Regions from separate parts of the Pan troglodytes genome. Here region 1 is linked to region 2. A link is a contact called in public HiChIP or PLAC-seq data. All regions are on one chromosome and are shown on one strand. The core of a region is the stretch at or near the end of the contact, and the rest is flanking DNA. Distances in the headings are between cores, read along the strand shown.

Region 1 (4,853 bases), core at 2,260-4,759, 440 kb before region 2:
AAGAAGTAAAACAGAACAATGCTTAGCGGGGGAAAAAGCTGCTCCTTCAACAATGAAACAAATGGGATTTAAATAAATGCAATGCAGTAAAGCCTACTGGTTTGGTGCACTGGTATCAGACTACCTGGCTTAGAACTCCTTTTTCACTTCCTAGCTGTTTAACCTTACACAAATTATTTAACCTTGCTGTGCCTTAAAGTTGTCTCACCTGTATAATGGGAACAATTTCACAGGGTTATTTGTGGTGAGTATACGGAAAGCCAGCATGCATAAAAGTTTGATAAATGTTCACAATTACAAGAAACAAAAAAAGAATAATCCAATGCTGCCAACCAGAGCAAAGCCACCTGGGAAAGGTCTAGTCTTACAGCAAACAACATCTAAACACTGACTGAGCACCTATTCAAGGACAAGCACTGTGCTACCAGACTCTGGGGAGTGCAAAGACGAGTGTATCACCGGTTGCTGACCTTGAATGTTCATGGTCTAGTAGGAGAGTTTTTTTAAAAAAGTTAAAGAAGCAATCATCACAGACAGTTGATAAATGTTGTCATAAAGGTATCTACAAAATGCTACAGATGCACAGTAGCCCTAACTTGGCCAGGGGAGGTGATGAAGAGAAGTTTGCACTAAATCTTGAAGGAAGAGTACCTTTCCTTAGAGTGGGCAGATGGGTATGCTCACTGCACACAGTGGAAACATCAAGTACCAGGATGAGAAGCACAAGAAGCATGCACAATTCACAAAACTGCAAGCTGTTCCTTCATATATGCCTATCATGTACCACTTGGTGTATACACATTATCTCATTTGGGCCTTACAACACTCTGGGTGGCTAATAACTTCTGTTTTTTGAAAGAAGAAACTGAGACTTAGAGGGGTGAAGAAACCTGGCTAGCCAATACCTGAAAAGAGTGAGATTTAAACCAGGTCAGCCTGACCACAAATAACTTACTCTGCAGCAGACTAGAACATGTTGACACGCTGTATTTGACAATTTTTCTAAAAGTAACTGTGAGCCAAGGAAGGGTTCTAATCGGCAGTAAAATGATTAGATCTTCATCTTGGAAAGAATCATTCTAGCAGAAGTATAGAGGATAAATTAAAAGGTTTAAGGCCTAGGGGACAAAGCCCATCAGCCACCTGTTTCACTAATTAAAGTTTTACTGAAAAACAACACCCATTCATTTAAGTATTTCTATGGCAGCTTTTGTATTACAAGGGAACAATTGAGTAGTTCCACCCTTAGGACTACAAAGCTGAAAACATTCACTATCATTTACAGAGAAAGTTTGCTGATCCCTGTTGAAAGCAATATTTACTATAGTAATCCAGGCAAGAGATGATGGGGACTGAAGACAATGCAGTAGGGATGAAGAAGCATTTGAAAAATGTAAGCAGAACAGATCACCAGTGTGACTGACTGGATATAAGAGTAGGTAAGAGAGAAGTAGCTAAGACTGCTCCTAGGTTTCTAGCTCTACGGTCTGCTGAGATGGTGGAGCTAGGATGTGGTGCTAAAAATGATCCCAACTTATGTCCATGTATTAACTTCTGGAAGGGATGAATGTTACCTTACATGGCAAAAGTGACTTTTCAGATGTGACTAAAGATCTTGGGATGGGGTGATTATCCTGGATTATCTGTGTAGGCCCTAAACGCAATCGTAAGCGCCCTTATAACAGAGGAACAGAGATAGACTGACACAGGAGAAGGCAGAGACTGGAGTTATGCAGCCACAGGCCAAGGAATGCCAGCAGCCACCAGAAGCTACAAGAGGCAAGAAACAGATTCTCCCCTAGAACCTCTGGAGGGAGCAAGTCCCTGCTGACACCTTGATTTTGGCCCAGTGAAACTGATTTCAGACGTATGGCCTCCAGAACTGTGACAAGGTAAATCTCTGTTGTTGCTGGGCTTTTTTGTTTGTTTGTTTGTTTGAGACAGAGTCTCACTCATCTCACCCAGTCTGGAGTGCAATGGTGCGATCTGGGCTCACTGCAACCTCTGCCTCCCGGGTTCAAGCGATTCTCTTGCCTCAGCCTCCCAAGTAGCTGGGATTACAGTCACCCACCACTACGCCCAGCTAATTTTTTTGTATTTTTAGTAGAGGCGGGGTTTCACCATGTTGGTCAGGCTGGTCTCGAACTCCTGACCTCAAGATCTCTGTTGTTTTAAGCCGCCAAGTTTGTGGTAATTTGTTACAATGGCAACCTTAGTTCCAAGAATGTTCCATCTGTTAAATCCCTGATTGTACTGCACTAGAAGGGGGCTGAGAAGCTGAATGATGTGGGTGAAGACCAACAAACATGGGATTTAGGGAAAGGGAAAAGAGGAATTGACAGACCTGTGGAGTCTGGAGGTTGGGGGAAGAAGTCAGGAGGTCAAAGTGATCATTACAGGTATACTCATCTGGGAACACCAGCTACAATGTGGGGATGATAGGTGACAGAAACAGACCAGCGGTCCAGCTTTTCTAGGCCAATTCTTGGATGGGGACATGAAGCCTGTGGAGAAAATGAGGTGGGCACAGGAAGGAGCATAGATGATGTTGAGGGATGCAGTCTGGCTTCATGGTTAAAAGCAAAGGCTTTGGGATTAGAAAGACATGGATCTAGCTTCCAATTCCACACCACCTACTAAGCGTGAAAGATTCGGACAAGTTTCATTCCTCTTAGAACCTCAATTATCTCATCTGTTAAATAGGATTATTAATATCCATACCTCAGATCAAGTCAAACAATTACTGTAAGCACATGGTGAGTGCTTAAAAATGTAGGTGTCATTATTACCATTATTGTCATCAGTATTATTAATATGAATATGACTGTAGCTATTACAGCATTAGTCTCCCTACCCTTAGGTACGGCCGCATTTCTATTACTTTTTTAGGAACAGTGTGGCAAGCAGAAGAGTGGCCAGAACGGTGCAGAGGTTTGAGCTGTGGCACCCGGCGTGACCTCTCATTCCCGGCCGGGTCCCGGTGACAGATCCGCCACCTCCACTCTGCAACTCCTCGCCGCAGTGAGACGCTGCCCCGCTGCTGGCCGGCCCGAGCCCCCTCCCCAGCGCCGGCCCCACCTTTTCATAGTTCTGCATGAGGCGGCTGATACTCTCGCGCTCGACCTGCCATTCGGGTTTCTTCAGTTGCTTCCTCAACTGCTTCTTTTTGTTCTGCCTATGGCTGTGTTTTTTCTTCCAGCGATTGAAGTTCCGCACCGGGTCGGGTCGGGCTCCCGAACCCGGAGAGTCGGCAGTTTTGCCCATTGCGGCGGCGGCGACAGCTCGGATTAACCCCCGACACGAGACACCTAAGACCAGACTCACGGAACCAGCATGGGACAAACGCACAGAGGCGCATGCGCGAACCCAGAAGCCCGCCCCCGAGCTTTTGAAACCGGGGCACGCGCCAATGACGTCAGGAAAAGGAGGGCTGTGATTGGCGAATTGGCTCCTGCTGGGAGGAGCAGCCTGGGGAAACGGGGGCGCAGCACTCCAAGGAAGGGGGCGAGCTGAGCGGCGCCGGGAGCACGCCGGCTCTTTAAAAAAAAACGCATGCGCACTGTTGTTGTTACTACGGTGACGTCATACACTGACCCTTTAAGGGCTATTAACACATTTGCTCCAGGTTCAACTTTGCTAAGCGTTTGTGAGTATGTGTGTAAACACATACAATCTGTGAATGAAAATTGTGACCCTCGTTTTGCACTTTTCGGGCCAACGAGCCAAAAGATTTGCCCAGAAGTAAACAGCTAGTTAATGACTTCTGATTTCCATCCATGGTGGTTGTACTTCCTCAGGAATAAAAATGAATATTCTGTATTCTTCTTATGCCCCTCTGGGTTTTCCTTTTCCTCTGGGCCCCTCAGACTCTAGCTGCAACAGCAAGGAAACTGGAACGGAATCAAATTGAATTTGCCTTAAAATGCTTTTATGGAGACAAAATGATAACTAAACGTAAGGAGGTAGGTAATAGAGGCCGGGCACGGTGGCTCACGCCTGTAATTCCAGCAATTTGGGAGGTCGAGGTGGGTGGATCACCTGAGGTCAGGAGGTCGAGACCAGCCTGGCCAATATGGTGAAGCCCTGTCTCTGCTAAAAATACAAAAATTATCCAGGCGTGGTGGTGCACACCTATAATCCTAGCTACTTGGGAGGCTGAGGCAGGAGAATCGCTTGAACCCCGGGGGCGGAGGTTACAGTGAGCCAAGATCGCCCCACTTCACCACAGCCTGGGTGAAAGAGTGAAACTCCGTCAAAAAAAAAAGGAGGTAATAGAAAAGTTATTGCAAGTTGGACATTTAAGTGAACTGGCTTTCAATGAATTGAATTTTTTGACACATTTACCTACAGCCTCCAGGAAAACACCGGATGTGGGTGGGAGAGCTTAGCTGTAGCAAAGGAGATTGGAAAATTGAGTTCAAAGTTCACAGGCAGAATTTTGGGCCCTCAAATTTCCTTTCCAACCCCACATATCCAGATCACTACTCTCAACTCTATGCCCATCCTCCAAACAAGACATGGCTTATTGGAAGGGAGTGAGGACAGGAGGTGAACAAGAGAATTTCCACACTCAGGGACACTAGATGTGGTAGACAGTAAAGCTCAATAAGGAGTGATTACATAAAAGTGTATATACATCCTCAAAAAATTAAAAATAGAACTCCACGTGAGCCAGCAATTTCACTTCTGGGTATGTATAGCCAAAATAATCGAAAGCAGGGTCTCAGATATTTGCATACCGTGTTCACCACAGCACTATAGCTAAAATGTGGAAGCAACCCAGGTGTCTATCAACTGATGAATGAGTAAACAAAACATAATATGTACCTAAAATGGAATATTATTCAGCCTTC
Region 2 (4,823 bases), core at 1,195-3,694:
ATCTCAGTTTAAAGCCCTCTTGAGTCAATAAGGAAAATGAAACTGGTAATCTAACCAATGAAAATACCTTAGCAATATCCAAAGAACCATAAGGTTTGGCACCTTTATTCCTAAATATACTAAAGATTTGACACTTCCCGGAAGAGGCAGCCCTAAACTTGACTTTTTTTTCCCCATGGTGTGACTTCCTTGAACTTGTTTTTCTTACCTTCAGCTTCTTAATGATTATTTTGAAGAAAACAAAACAGTTCAGTATTATCTACATGAACAGAAGATGTTCATTCACTGATAGATGCAAACAATATTTACTACTTATAGCTAAACAAATAATGAACTAAACAGATACAAATCCTACCCTCATGAAGTCATATCTGGGCAGCAGGGTGACAATAAACAAGTAAATTGATAAACCAATGCATAATTCCAAATTGTGATGTATGCCTCTGAGGAAACAAAAACACAGTAATAGAAAATAACTGTAGAGAGAATCATTTTAGATAAACTGTCAGGGAACATATATCTCAGAGGAGTTTATAATAAAGCCAAGATCTGAACTAACTGGTGCCAATCAAAAAAAGGGCTAGAGGACCAACACTTCAGGGAAGGAGACTAGCTTATAGCCAAAGGGTTCTACAATGTTAAAGAACACAGTATGTTGGCGGAACTGAAAGAAGGCAGAGGAACTATTAGGTAGTCAACTAGAGTATGAGTGTCACCATATAAAGATGAACTTCATTTATACATTAATCCAGAATATCTGGGTTCCACTCAAGGTTCAAACGAAAAGATAAGGATTTCCTACTTCCTACGAGCCTCTGAATTGACGAATTCAGTGTTCCTTTTTAGATCTCAACCAAGTTGACCCCTTTGCACAACTTGACAATGACGCTTATATCCCATCTTCCTAGAAATAACTCTGCCCTTGGCATGCCATTCTTTTCTAGTGCTAAGGAGTGTGGCCTCTGTAGTCAGATTGTATTAGTTCAAATCCTGGTTCAGCCACTTACAAACTGTATAATCTAGAGCAAGTTCACTAATCTCTTCAAACCTCAGTTTCTCAATGATAAAAGGAAAAACAATACTAGTACCTACCTCTATGAGTCCCTGTAAGGACCCATATACATGCTTACAGTGCCTGAAACACAGCAAATGTTAGCAATGATCATATTAACTTCCGTTATGACTGTTTCGAAAGTCTCCTGATACCTCTTCTTCCGCTCATACCTCAAAAACAGCTTTGTTTTCTTGGTCTCATCCATTCCTATGACTTCAGCAGCTGAAAACCCACAAAATATATTTCATTCAATGCCAGGCCTCACTCTGGAACTTCAGGGTCCTTCTACACTTTGTGCCTTTACACGCATTTTTCCTTCCATTTGGAAGGCTTCTACCATCTGCCAAGGTAACACTGAGAGGTCTCACCACAAACTGAATTGATAGTCTCAGGCTGAGTTTGCAGAGAACCAAAGTCACTCCTCTACCATCAGAGTACTCCCCTATCACCACATACATTATCATCCACTGTAGTTGTCTTATCTGTACCTGGTAAATACAGCAGCTAACGCTCACGAGTGCTCACCACAGGTCAAGATTATCTCACTTATCTTCACAAGACAGTAGAGAGCGGCCACACGACTGACAGAATTCCAATTCCAGCCGTATGATTCCAGAGCCCAAGCTCTTAACCGCGAGGTTGAAGTTGAAATATCAATACATGCTCGCTGACTAAAAGTACTAAATACGAGAGATCAAAAGATGACTAGTCAAGTCGCGTAGTTAAATCTGAACCCTAAGGTGACACGAAAAGAGGATGCGCAGGAGGCAGGGTTCAATTCAGGGCGTTTAAAAGGAGGAGGTTATTGGCCAAGTCCGCTAAGAACCCGGAGAGAGGCCAGGAAAGATGGAGTGAGGAGAGGGAGGAGTCAAGGGTCACTCTGGAGGGGTGCATGAGATTGGCGGTCTGGGGAGAGGACAGACTGGGTCGCACACGACTGAATTTTCCAGCGCAGAAGCCGCTGCGTTGCCTCCGCGCCCCTACCGCTGCACTCGGAAGGTCAAAGTAGTATCAACCGCGGCGGTGGCAGCAGCGCAGATCCCGACTCCTCTCGCCTCCTCCCGCGGCCACGGCTTCTTTTCTCCGTTAGCCACGCAGGGACCTACTCCCGCTTCCGGTTCAAACCCTGCGTGACTGCCCAGCGCCCACTTCTGGAGGAAGAAACAACGCCAAGCAGCCGCAGAGCACGGTATGCCCATGCGCATCCAGTATCACGCGGTCTCCGCGCTCAAAACACTCCCCCAAAACATTCGGCCCGTCGGAGCAAACGCGCCTGCGCCATGTCCACCAATGGCCAGCGACCTAGCGTTTGCGGCTCGCCCTTCGGCTCGGGCTCCGGGGCTCTCACCCACCCTCCTCGCCCTCGTCGTCCTCCCCGCCTTCCTCATCCCCGCCCCTCCAAGTCTGAGGACGGAAGTGACGACAGTTCCGAAGGCGAACGGAGGCGGGTTTCATTTCGGCGCCTTTCTTTCTCTGGCGGAAGCGATTGGCTGGCGTGAAGCGAAAGAGGCGGGACAAATTGCCGCGAGTTCAGTGCCGCCACTGGAACCGGGAGATGCGGCGCAGGAGCTGTCGCTGTGTTTGCTTTAACCTGAGTCTTGTTCCTTATTGTGGTTCCTGCTGTGGTTTTGATCATGTTGTTACCCTCGGACGTAGCCCGGCTTGTATTGGGTAAGCGCGGACCCGGAAAGGAGGGTTATTGGACCCGGCTATGCCGGACAGAAGGACCTTTGAGGCCAAAGGTTTTCCCTGGGTAGGGAAGCTTTGGGGTTTTGCCTCCCCGCTTACGAGTTGAGACTGGCGGTGATTCTTCGTCATTCGGAGGTTCTGGGCAGTTTAAGCCTCTTTGTATGTAGATGCTCCTCTCTTCAGAGGCTGCGTGGCGAGGGGAAGGCCGAGGGGAAGCTCGGGGTGGAACACCTGGGGCGGATTCGGAAGGAAAGTCAGGCCTCCACACTTAATTAGGACCCCTGAAAGAGCATTTGTCTGCATGACGGACGGATTGCGTGTGCTTCAACCTTGGGCGCACTTTCCTTGGTTCAGTGTTGGGACCAAGATAGGGCAAGTAGGGAGTTCCCCGGCCCCCCATCTTTGTAGAGAGACCTTCCTGGCGCCCTTCTAATAACCCGCCCTTATAACTACGAATTTGGGAGTAGGGGTGATCTTCCTTCTCCATCCTCCACGCAATACGTCGTCCAGTGTAGAGGTGTGAAATGCCAGTTGCATATTTTAAAACAGCAATTCCTGTTCCTTTGATCAGCGAAAAATTTCAGAGGGTTAATTGCCTTAAATTAGTTGAACGTTTTCTAGCCCTAGTTTTACCTTCATTTGAGGAGGGATGGTTTGTGGGTCACTTGTCTGTCAGGGTGTATTGTCTGTGTGAGAGACGGGTTTTGTTGTTGTTTGTCCCCTGAAAGAATAAAGAGGATTGTACTACAGGGGACGAGAGCCAGGTAAAGCTCAAAACCCGAGCCAGTAATTTACGGACGTCGTATGCGACGTCCCTAAAAGTAAATAGCAAGCATCTGTGATGAAACCTCCCATAGTATTCACAGCCATTACTACCATTATTTTATTGTTCGGAAAACCCATTTGTCTTGTGCCTCTTTTAAATGCCCAGCGCTGTCCACAAAAATGTTATTTGCGCAGGGCTCTTGATAAGCACATTTTGCAGGAAACGTTAAACGGAAATGGTTCCACCATCCATTTTTGAAGAAACATAATGACAAGTTTAATGTTTTGTTAATGTCTGATTAATCTTTTGCTTAAGAATTCTGAGTTTTGGCAGTTTGGTAATCTAGTTGAGTTTCGGTAACTATAGTCTTAAACATAGTTTCTCAGCCTCAGTACTGTTAACATTTTGGGCCTCATAATTCTTTATTGTGGGGAGCTATCCTGTGCTCAAATATTGTAGGATGTTTAGCAGCATTCCTGGCTTCTATTCACTAGATTACAGTAGGACACCCGTTCCCCACCCTACCCTTACCCAGTTGTGATCAGCGAAAATGTCTCCAGATATTGCTAGTATGTCCCCTGGAGGGCAGAATCACCCCTAGTTAAGAAAGTCCTAAGAAAGCAGTATCATTTTCTAATTGAAATAATTCACATCAATTTGTGAGTATTCTTTCTCCACAAACCAGCTACTCTGCTGACTTCCTGCTTTTCATTTAATGGACAAAAAACGCCAGCCATGGTTTTCTTATCTTAAAAATCTTTGTCATTCACATTCCATTTTCACTGCCACCAATCCCGCAATGTGCCTGCCATTACTTCTCTTTTGGACTTCTGTCATGGCTTCCCAGACAGTTGTCCTCGCAATTCATTTTATTTACTGTTGTTACAAATCTCCCTGAAGCTTTCACACTATACCTTTTATTCTGAAAGTTGAGATAATTCTATTCTTACTAAAAATTTCAAATGGGCAGAGGTATACAATACAAGCCTCCCCATGCCTAATGCTCTTACTTTTGTCGTTTATCATTTTACATCTTAAATAGATATATATCGTGTATATCTTTCTCATATCAGGTTTATTATTTACTCATGATTCTTTTCCTATCAGTACCCCCTCGCCATCTTCAGCTCCTCTTGTTATTGGTCCCTTCATAATGTTTTTTTCTAGCAAATCTTTGGGTGCCTAATATGTTCCAAACACTGTGCCAATTGCTGAACATAGAGAAGTTAAGTTTTCTCCCCTTAGTGTTCAGATAATTAGGTTTTTTTTAACTCTTAAACATACACACAGAAAAACACTTTTCTGGACCCCAGT

What was found. HiChIP or PLAC-seq counts read pairs in DNA pulled down with a chosen protein or histone mark.
Region 1: an H3K4me3 HiChIP or PLAC-seq map of stem cell-derived excitatory neurons shows a contact between it and region 2, with 5 times the contacts expected there. The contact joins the promoter of DDX10 here to the promoter of NPAT in region 2. A contact is called at or near these places in 2 of 7 Hi-C or Micro-C datasets (blood and stem cell-derived neural progenitor cells) and 1 of 1 datasets of contacts at active chromatin or transcription factors (stem cell-derived excitatory neurons).

Annotation. Positions count from the first base shown.
Region 1 is chr9:110,646,537-110,651,389 of NHGRI_mPanTro3-v2.0_pri, reverse strand. DDX10 (DEAD-box helicase 10) reads right to left here and starts at 3,509. Exons shown (of 18, transcript XM_009424123.5): 1 at 3,079-3,509. The coding sequence starts at 3,264.
Region 2 is chr9:110,206,054-110,210,876 of NHGRI_mPanTro3-v2.0_pri, reverse strand. NPAT (nuclear protein, coactivator of histone transcription) reads left to right here and starts at 2,444. Exons shown (of 18, transcript XM_508739.8): 1 at 2,444-2,725. The coding sequence starts at 2,689. It overlaps ATM (ATM serine/threonine kinase), which reads right to left and starts at 2,138. Exons shown (of 63, transcript XM_016921933.4): 1 at 2,039-2,138.